Linked DNA regions of Rattus norvegicus: region 1 is linked to region 2. The links are chromatin contacts, called in public Hi-C maps. All regions are on one chromosome and are shown on one strand. The core of a region is the stretch at or near the end of the contact, and the rest is flanking DNA. Distances in the headings are between cores, read along the strand shown. Region 1 overlaps Msi2 (musashi RNA-binding protein 2). Region 2 overlaps Msi2 (musashi RNA-binding protein 2).

Region 1 (5,060 bases), core at 956-3,455, 120 kb after region 2:
TAAACACGCACTCTGAGCCTCAACCAACCCTCAGAATACAGAGAGAAAACAGAAGAGAGAGGTTAAGGGCCCTACATGAGAGGAACATAAATCAGAAGACTCCTCTCAGATCCCAGAAACCCTTCGTCCTACTGCCACTACAAGCTATGAGCACATAGCCCACAAGGGGCAGCGTGGTACCTCCCATCTACCCCTCCCTGGGCACTTTGGCCAGGTGCTCTGTGGAGACTGCCAACTTGCACATTGGCTCCAAAGAGTCTGAGCCCTTCTAAGTGACCGGCTCCAAGTACTAAGCTGCTGCCTTTGGCTAAAAGAAGGGGGAAGAAAAGGACAGTAGGTAGTGGAGACAGAAGAATGCAGCCCCACCCCCTTCCCCACAAGGCATATCATCCTCTCAGAACAATCAGGAAGATTGGAATTGAGAAACAGGAGCAGATCGAAACATTTACCAAAGCTCTGAGGAATGTGCCCACCTCTGTCCCGCAGAAACTGAGCACCAAGGGCTGCTCTCAAAGATCGCGGTCGTCCTGGACCTGAGACATCGTGACACCTGAGCCTGGGGTTCTATTCCAAATACTAGCACTGTCTCTTTGCCTTGGAGAACCAGGACACTGGAGTGAGCCCAATGCACCTCAACCGTGCTCCTGGTTTTTCTCCCCTGCAAAGGCCATCCTGGAGGAGGGAGGGTGGCTGTCAAAGGCCTCCAAACTCTCCAGGCTCTAATGAGAGGGTACCTCTAGGGGATCTGAAGCTGAACAGAAGCTCCCCGCCAAATGAGCCTTTTGGCCTAATTTACTTGGCAAACTTCCTCAGGTGTCGACAATAGTCCTAAACATACTGAGTTTAGGAGAACAAAAGAGAGATCTCTAGTGTCTGTTGCTGGATATTCTAAACAAGCAAGATAAAGGACTAGGAGTTACAGAGTGCCAGGCAGTTTCAACGTTAATGCTCCATGGTCAGCAGGGTGACTCCCTACTAGGAGCTGGTTTTGTTCGGTGCCTTTTCTTGTGCTAGCGATGGACTCTATGGGACCTTGGGCATGCAGGGCTCCACCTCCAAGCTACACTCTTAGCAGTTATCAGGAAGAGAGCTTGCCTAAGGATCTTCAAGGTCCTCCATCTTTCTGCCCAACTTGCCATTGGTCTGACACATACATACTTGTGTCCCAGAAGTGGATGTTCAGGGTACCACCATTTAGATTTCAAGGCAACACAACGTGTTCCTGACCTTCCGCCCGCTGGGCATTCGAATCGCTCCTGCTGTACCCATCTGCTCATCCAGTTCCTCTTTCTTCCCAAAACAATGCCCGTTTGCCCACTCCCCTCAAAAAATGCTTGGCCTTGCAAGAAGATTCGCTTGTTGATTTTCTTCTCAAAGTCCTGTTTCTTATAAGAGGCTTCACCACCTGCCATCTGCAGAATGGGTCTATCACAGAACAGAAGCCAACCCCGCCCAGAGTTCTGGCTCCAACTCCCCCTGCCTTCCCCATCCCAAGCATATAAGGTGAACACAATGTTGGGTGATAATGAAGGCAGACGGGACTACGTGCTGGCAGTAACTGGCTCAGTTTCCGGCATGTGGCAGGCTTTTCAGGATACTGTGGGGTGCTTCACGCATTAGGGAAGAGGCAAGGGGAATGGTTTAAGAGCTGAAAGAAGAGGCGCCAGAGCGGGCTGGGCCCTTCGGGGCTTATAAGCCACAGCAGCTCTGGAAGAACCTATGGGCGTGGTACCAACTGGCCTCACTGGGCCCGCGCCATGAGATTTTCTGGCCAATTTGGAATTCCAAAGTTCATGCTTGGAAGTCCAGAGGCATTTGGCTCAAGTTCAGGGACGCGTCTTTCCTGCCAGGTAGACCTGCTCTCCTTTATCCTGTGCCCCTTCCACCTTCACAGCACTTGCTCCTGGCAGCCCCAGCTCTCCTCACCTCCCTGCCTGCCTCACTTCTCCAAGGAACTCATTCTTCCTCTTGAAGTTCTATCAGACACCCAGAGATGACATCCAAACCCTCTTTTGATAGAAGAATGCTATCCAGACCCCAGAAGCCATGCAGCCTGCCCAAGGCCACTCAGCCAGTTGGCAACAGAGCTGGGACCAGAAACCAAGGCTCTTAATGGCCCTTAATGGCTCTGATGACACATAACCGAGCACGAAGCTAATAGAGAGACTGCCTCCGGCCTGGCCAGCTCCTGCCAGTGCTTCTTCCAAGAAGCTCCCCTGGGAAGGGCGTGTGGAGCCCTGGACCAGTACATCAGGTTCCCTCTTGCCATGTTTACACGATGCCAGCTTCACTGGGCCACCATTTTTGCAGGATCTGAACACAGCCATGAAAAGCAAGAGGCACACACACTGTACACACGTAACCTTCCCTCCCAATCACCTTGGATGAAGAAGCAAAGCTCTAGCCCATATACAAACCCCCATAAACTATGCCATGACAGTAGTTAAGGGAAAAAAAGAAAGCAGAAAAACCTTGCCAAAGGAGAGGCAATTTCAGCCCATTGCTGATTATCTTTCATTATTCCACCGAGCTTCCGCAGATGCTGAAGGAGGCGGATGTTTAGGATGTATGGAAATATCATTTCCTCCTGGGACACGGAGGAGGGAGGTGTGGTGGCTATATACTCAAATGAGTTTTCCCCTGGTTGCTTCCTCCAGTAAGCTTAGTGCCACCCTCAGGAGAAAGGAGGCCCACTCTGGAAACAGCATGATCACTGGGACAAATGAAGGTGGCTTGGGCTGCTGCTCTGGGTTCCTTCCTTTGGGCTCTCTCCATTTACTCCCACACACACACACACACACACACACACTTGCTGAGGACCCGCCATGAGTCTGGCACAGAGCTGGGGATTGGGAAGAGCGCCCATGTACTAATGACATGATGGACAAGTAAAAACAATACCAGCGAGGCGCTGGGCCATAGGGACAGAGGAGATGGGGAGTATTATGGGAACAGAAGGAGGGAAATACAGCTCAGCGTTCTAGGTGGGGAGGAAGGAATTAGCTGTCAGGTCTACAGATGTCTGCTGGTGTCGGGATGGATGTGCGGAGTGTGGAAAGGCAGAGAGCTCCAAGTGGAGGGCACAGCTCACGTAAAAAGAGTAAAAAGACCGTGCCGGGGGTTGGGGATTTAGCTCAGTGGTAGAGCGCTTGCCTAGGAAGCGCAAGGCCCTGGGTTCGGTCCCCAGCTCCGGGAAAAAAAAAAAAAAGAACCAAAAAAAAAAAAAAAAGACCGTGCCGACACAGTGCATGGTAAGCCCTATTTGGAGTAGCTAAACCTGGGCATGTGGGGAGGCAGACACATGCAGTACCCATGCTGAAAGCCCTTATTTAGGCTTTCCTCTAGGGAAGAAGGGCCACAGGCAGCTGCTGCACAGGGAAACGGCATGGACAGCCCAGCCTCCTGAACTGCTCCTCTGACAGCAGATGAAGGATAAGCCAGAGGAAGCAAAGCCTGAAGGTCAAGAAAAGAGTTTTGCCACTTCAAGGACAAGTGCTAGGAGAACGAGAGCCAAAGACAGAGTAGTCAGAGAGAGGGGCAAGGCATGTTTTCAGGATGCATAAAGAAAGTGATGCCTGTAGAGGTGTGGGGACAGGAAAAAGGAAGGCGAGGAGATACCTCTCCGTTCCTAAATCCCTGAAATGGAGCACAAAGGCACGGGATCTGACTACAGCCATGTGTGGGGCACATGGATCCCAACAACGGAAACACAGCTCCTGGACTGGCATCACGGCCCCCCACACTGGCTCTGAAGGGTTATGAGCTGACTCCAGAGCATAGCCCTGGATGCTCATTGGACTCCTTCACGACGCGGTCCTAAGTCCTCTGCACTCCTCACATCTCTAACCTCAAGCCACACCCTAAGGTGCTCAAGACTTCCACGGTAGGCTGCCCCATCCCGCCTTCCCTCCACCCCTGCCTGGCAAGACTGATTTTGCTCCCTTTAACAATCACAAAGCCCCAAGCATAGGCATGGTTCTGTCCTTGAATTACACTGTCTTCTTCTGTAGCCAAGGTCACAGATGGTTCACTGGGTCTCTGTGCCCTTTGTACAAACTGGGGATCTTGATCTCCCGATACATTGCAATACCATGAAAGCCAATAAGCAGAGCTGAAGGCACATTTCAAGTTGACGCTTCCTCCCAGCCTCCAGATGGAGCCACTGCTCACACACTTCCTATTCAGGGTACAGGAGCTCAGATAACTTAAGCAGAGCGAGGAAAACCACCAACAAACAAGTTTCCCACACAAAAGTAGGTGAAATAAACCCTGCATATTCTTCGCATATAATGTAAGGAAATCACTTTCAAGTTCTCTTGCAAGAGGGAGATTATATAAATGCTATTTCTCGCGTGATGCCAATGACCCGAACTATTTTTGGAGCCTCATTTTGGCAGTAAGAACGCTTTGCTTTGGCTGCGCTGGGTTTTTGTTTTGTTTTGCCCTTCCCTATAGAAAGGAGACTCAGCTCATTTGGATTAACTGAACTGAAAAGAAAGCAGTATCTCGGCTCGAATTCCACAAGGCCGGCAGAGCCCCTTACAAATTCATTTCTGCTTCTCAGATAGCATTTGTGAACCTGTTGATTAGAGGAAGGCTATAGCCTATATTGGCTAGGAGGAGAAAAAAAAAACCCTATGATGTCTGTCCCCTCCTTCCCCAACTGAGCAGACGAAAGCGCAGCTCCCGCCCATGTGGGTGCTCAAAGTCAGAGAGCAATTTGCATGAGTGGAAAACTCATTTCAGAAGCAGCAGCAGAAGCTGTGATTCTGACTTTGTATTCTGGGAAGGTGATTGAAGGCGTGGGCCTGGCTCGAGAAAACCAAGTCCCCAACCCCAGCTTTCCAGAGCTCACACAAAGGGAAGCTGATTTGGGGCAGTGACACAGATGTCGTATGCTGGGGCAGATCTAGGTATAACTGGTGCACCCGTGTACATCTGGGATACAGGTTGACCCAGAATACTAAGGTGGGGCTGGAGCATTGGGGTGGGGACTTGGGGGTAGAGAAACTGGCACAGTGGGGTAGATCTAGTACACCACTGCAGTAGTCTTTCATACT
Region 2 (5,470 bases), core at 1,379-3,878:
ACAGGTAGACACTGACTAATGGCGAAGTATTAGAAGCTGGGACTCAAGACTGCTTGGACTCTTTTTTTCTTCTCTGTGCCTTCTGATTTGTACCTGTCTGTAATAGGGATAACCCAGGAACAGGTCTAGCCTGAACTCTGGTCCCAGAGAAGCTACTGCACACACCCTTCTACCTTGAACTTCTGAAACTCTAACTCCCTTCTGCCTCTGACCCCATAGTCAGAGAGAGGTACTCACCCTCTTTCAAAGGTCCTACCCAACATCCAATCACAAGTAAGAGAAGTGAGGCCCAGAAGCAGGTGACTCGCCATAGCCACTTGTCCAACTGGTACCAGAGATAGGATAAGTGCCTAAGTTTCCAGTGATGGCCAGAATCAGAGGATATATAGCCTTACATATCTTCTGTTCCCATCTCAAAATCTGAACTGAGGCCAGTGTTAGACTTTTCCTCCAATCTCCTGCACCTCAGGCTTAGAAAGCCTCCCTCAGGCCAGCTTTCTGCTCATCACATCTCTTGGGCCTCCAAGTAAAGATGTGAAAACTGCCAGGAGTAACCCCAAGTCCAGTCACCCAGCGTGGTCCCCTACTCCCTCATCTCCTACAGAGAACCATGGAGCACAAACTTCCTTACACCTGGTCTCTGACTGTGAGGCAGTAGGCAGCCTAATATATTTTCATTTGTACTGCTTTACCTCACAACACCCCTAAAGCATCCCTTCCTGCAGCATCCTTCCCAGTTTCCCCAGACCACGCCCACCTGCTCCCTCAGCTGAAGCACCAGGGCATGTGTGGTCAATGCCATGCTCTGCTGTCTGTGCGGAGTACAATGAGAATCTGCACATCTCATTCAGGGGGTAAAGCACAAGTCTGACTCCTGCAGCACCTCATCAACGTACGGCAGGAAAGCCCGATGTCAGGGCAGTCAGGCCAGGTTAGAGAGAGGAAGAAGGGGAGGCAGGCTGGGAGGCATTAGATAGGTAGATGTGGACAGCAGCAGGCAGCAGGGATGGTGGTGTGACAAGCCCTGGGCCAAGAGTTTAGTCCCTTAGGAGAAGACCAAGAATAGTCTTGGGGGAGAGGAGGCGAACAGAGGGGTCTTTCCATCCCTTCTCTCCTCCCTTTTTGCCACCAGCATCAAAGAAACACTTTAGTCCACTGGATAGCCCCAACTATACCCTTACACTGGACCAGAGGGAACGTAGCACACACGGGTATGCAAATTATGTTCTCTTTTGGAGCATCTGTCTGCTCCTCTCCCCTTCCCAGATACAGTCTGCCTCCCAAATTTCCAAAACTCCAGGGCTTAAGCCACTTACCTGGGAACTGGTAGCCATAGCTAGGAGCAAATCCAGGATAGCCTCTGCCATAGGTTGCCACAAAGTTGGGGTAGCCTTGAACACAGAGAAAGAAAAAGCTGTCAGTGGCCTTAGATCTGGGGTGATATTCCAGGGAAGCTAGCAATGACCATCAGCTATGGTTAGTCTCACAGAAGAGTGTCTCTGGGGAGGGTCTCTATCCAGGTCCTGGATCACCCCTCGTGCCTAGCTAGGGATGTGACCATTAGTATGTTTATAATTAACCCCTATTTGGGCAGCCAGACCGCCAAAGCCCAGGTACCAAAGCCCAAGAACCTGTAGAGTAAATGCCACATAGAAGATGGATCACAGTGCCTGCATCTGGTTCTGACATTTGGAGAGCTTACCCTGAATGTACTTTACCTTAAAGATGTTGACAGTAGGAGATTAAAGTCCTTGTACTGCCTTCCTCCAAGGCAGTGGGCAGGAGCCAGAGAACACCATATAGGGCAGAGCTACTCTGGGATTGGCTGTTTAGGAGCTACACAGAGGGCTGCCTGTTGGCTAAGCAAGCCACAGCTGGGGGAGGCAGGGGTCGTCCCAGCACAGACACTGTATAGAAGTGTGTCTTTAAAAGACCCAGAGGGACTATGTGAAACCAGGTACCATGAAGCCTCAGCTGAACTCTGAAGCCCAGGTATAGAATTTTCGTGGAGAATTTATGATGAGTGGTGACCTAGGGTGACTCTAAACTGAGGGGTGCTGAGAGCTCTCTGATGAGTCCTGGAGGGCACAGGCCTGCTCCAATCTATGAAGCAATTTCCCATTTAAGAGGTCACCTCAATACTGTCCCCCTCAGTCTTCATGCCCCTGTCTTGATTCTGACTACAGTGAAGGTGAGTGTAACCTTCTTGTATTTGAACATCCTTGGTGACATCCTTGGCTCCTCGGCTACCTCCTGTCCCTGTCCCCAGAGAGACCTACTCTGCCTCCTTCTACTCAGCGTGGGTTAGCTCAGTACAGTCATAACCCACACATGTCACCAGTCCCTGTCTCCAGAGACTTACTCTGCCTCCTTCCACCCCGTGTGAGCTAGCTCAGTACCATTCTACTCCACAGATGTCACCACAATCTCCTACCAGCATACTGGGTAGCCCTCTGCGTTGGCCTCTGAGGTGGCTGTCTGCTGGGTGTCAGGCCAGCTAGCATTTGAGTGAACTCTGTCCCTGCCTGGGAGGCAGGCCAATGCAAACTTTCACAGTGACCTGCATCTAGAGCCAGTGGGCAGAGGATGGGCAGGTGGCTCAGCGTTTACTCTGGCATTAGCAGGACAATCCAGCAGCCAGAGGTGCCAAGTGGCCCTCTGACCAGGCCATTCCTGGGCTGTCCCCTTGGCTGGGAGCTGGGGCTCTGATGGCTCAGCTCCCTAAGCTCCTGTCTGCTTTCCAGGTTCCATTCCTCAGCCTTCTTGTTAACTCTGGGCACCATTGCTCCTGACAATAACCTTTGCCATTCCAGAAGCCAGAGGAATTTCTTCTGTTTCCACCAAACAGCAGGTGGAAAGCCACTTGAGCGGTGGACTTAGGACAGGCTCTAGGCTTTCCAGAAGAGAGGGAGCAGTGGCCTCTCATCACATGTTTCTGCTCTCCTGACACATTACGAGCACAAGCTCTGGGGATTGATTATTGAACCCCATAGGTTCTCACAAGTCATACCACATGCATTCTGACCCTGCAAGCCAGGGCTGCGGATGAAGGCATTTAATGCTTTCCATTGCCAGCCAGTCAGTGTTTGTACCTCAGAGGCCCAAAGGTAGGTGTTGCATGGATGGCTTCTGACTGAGAACTATGGGTCACCACTGGAGCCAGTTCACTCATGGTCTCCGGAAATTAGGAGACCTGGAATCTAGTCCTGGCCTTGGGGATGACTATGATCTGGATGCTTGAGTCTCCTCCAATTCACACTGAAATCCTAACCACCAACCAGATGTACTGTATTAGAGGTGGGGCTTTCGTGAGGTGATTAGCTCACAAGAGTACAGCTCTCATAAATGGGATTAATGCTTATGGTGGTTTGAATGAAAATGGCCCCCATGGACTCAGGGAATGGTGCTATAGGGAGGTGGGGCCTTGTTGGAGTTGGTGTGGTGATGTTGGAGGAAATGTGTCACTGTGGGTGGGCTTTGTGATTCCAGAAGTTCAAGCCAGGTCCAGTGTCACTCTCTCTTCTTGCGGCCTGAGTATCTACATGTAAAACTTGAAGCTACTTTTTCAGCACCATCTCTGCCTGTACACAGCCATGCTTCCTGCCCTGCTGATAATAGACTAGACCCCTGAACTGTAAGCAAGCCCCAGTTAAATGTTTTACTTGATAAGAGCTGCCATGGTCATGGTGTCTCTTTAGAGCAATAAACCCCGAACTAAGACCATGTTCTTTGAAGGAAGGTTCAAGAGAGACCACTATTATCCCACTATGTCAGGACAGAGTACTGTCGTGACATTGATTATAGGAGTCACCATTTACAATCGATCATCCTACCAGTGCCTTCATTTTGGATTCCCTAGCATTCAGGACTGAGAAAGTGATGTTGACTCAAAAGCTGAGCAAACTCAGGGATTCTGTCATACAACTCTGACCTGAGACAGAGGGCTCCTCTTTCTCTTAGAGGCCGAGTCTTATCACAAGTAGAGAGCCTTACTGGGGTGGTGGTGGGGCACTGATGTACCTAAATGGTTGGCTCTTGCCATAGCTGGAGCCTTCCCGCATGTGCAGTCCCACTGAATTCACTGGCTAACAGTGCTATCTCTACTTCGTCTAGGCCTGCTACCAGCTCTGCCCTGATGAAATAGATACTCCTCCTGATGCCTCACTGGCAGAGGCTACAGGCAAGACAGAGTGACTTAGCAGTTTTCTCAGGAAGGAGTGTAGGAGGCCACTGAACTCTTAATGACTTCCTAATGGGGGAAAGGGAGAGGGAGAGTAGAATAGTGGTTAGACCTCAGAGCCCTGCATTGAATACACGCAGGAGGGGGTGTTTTCTGGAATTTATTTCCTGGCAGGGCAGCTCAGTTTTTCCTCTAAATTAATCATCCCCTATCAAACTAGATCTTTCAGAGCTAGATTTCTTATAGCGCTGTTTCAACAATATTGATAAATGGATTATAGGTAAACGGTCAAATCACTACTGCCTAGGTGCTTTTGTGATGAAAAATGACTCCTTTGCCTCTAACTTCAGAGCAGGGTCCTAAATTTGAACTGTTAATTTGACAGCAAGAGTCAGAGTCCATGCATCACTGTCCCTAGACGTAGGTGAGGGACAGCGAAATGGCCAGTCCCTCCCTGTACTCAAGCCATCTGTGTGACCCGATTGATTGCATGCATTCTCCCCCACCCAGATCTTAAAACCTTCAACACGAAAGGAGAAACAGACAGTCAAGTGCACACCAACTTTGGGCCTCGCCCTGATATTGTAGGCCAATCTCATCATCGCCCACAGAATGAAGATGAGAATTCCACACCTGCCGCGCTGGGGGATCCCATCTCCATACCCCCAATGCTGAACAGTCTCTCAGCCAGGAAGATGAAATTATAAATTTATAATACAACATTACTTCAATTTTCCTCTTCATTTGCGACTGTGCAGCCCAGCTCTGCTCCAGTGGCTCAGGGCCCAGGCCGCACGGGGGAAACTGGCTGGCTGCATATCAATAACACATTACAGTAGACCCACGCGAACGCTCCATCAAGCCACATTACAGCAGGATGACCCAGCCACCACTTCCATTAGCAGCTGGGCCCCTCCCACACTGGCCACTGAACAATTTATTTGCTCCAGTACTCTGGATGCCTGATCAATCCCACAGTAATTATCTCTTGTCACTAAAGGGGAAAAAAAAATCAAGCCTTCTGCCTGGCTGAGCATCTTCCTCGAACATAGCCTTTCCATTGTGACTGCCCAAGTCAGAAAGGGACAATAGAACTTGGGTGTGCTGTCAAGTTCTTTCTGTTGCCCTCTCCTGGGGATGCTCACAGGCCTCTCAGAACTATAGCTTTAGATCTTTGTTCCTAACAGAGAGAAGTTTACATCCTACATGGGTCATGGCTCCTCTGGGCTTTTACTCAACCACCCAGTTTCCTGAAAAAAGCTCTTCCCAGACCCTTGACTTTAATGGAAC

The links. A called contact is a pair of places that touch in the nucleus more often than the background predicts.
Region 1: a Hi-C map of kidney shows a contact between it and region 2, with 1.8 times the contacts expected there. The contact joins two enhancer-like sites. A contact is called at or near these places in 2 of 12 Hi-C or Micro-C datasets (kidney and liver).

What each region holds. Positions count from the first base shown.
Region 1 is chr10:73,804,491-73,809,550 of GRCr8, forward strand. The region is part of intron 6 of Msi2 (musashi RNA-binding protein 2); the gene reads right to left. Among named protein-coding and RNA genes, the nearest start is that of Msi2, 200 kb to the right of the region's middle. Within about 2 kb of position 2,206, at least 7 of the 93 cell types and tissues checked have an H3K27ac peak or open chromatin away from gene starts, as enhancers often do. A contact at or near this core is called in kidney, where this site is marked.
Region 2 is chr10:73,681,928-73,687,397 of GRCr8, forward strand. Msi2 (musashi RNA-binding protein 2) reads right to left here. Exons shown (of 12, transcript XM_039087672.2): 10 at 1,317-1,391. Among named protein-coding and RNA genes, the nearest start is that of Ccdc182, 97 kb to the left of the region's middle. Within about 2 kb of position 2,629, at least 8 of the 93 cell types and tissues checked have an H3K27ac peak or open chromatin away from gene starts, as enhancers often do. A contact at or near this core is called in kidney, where this site is marked.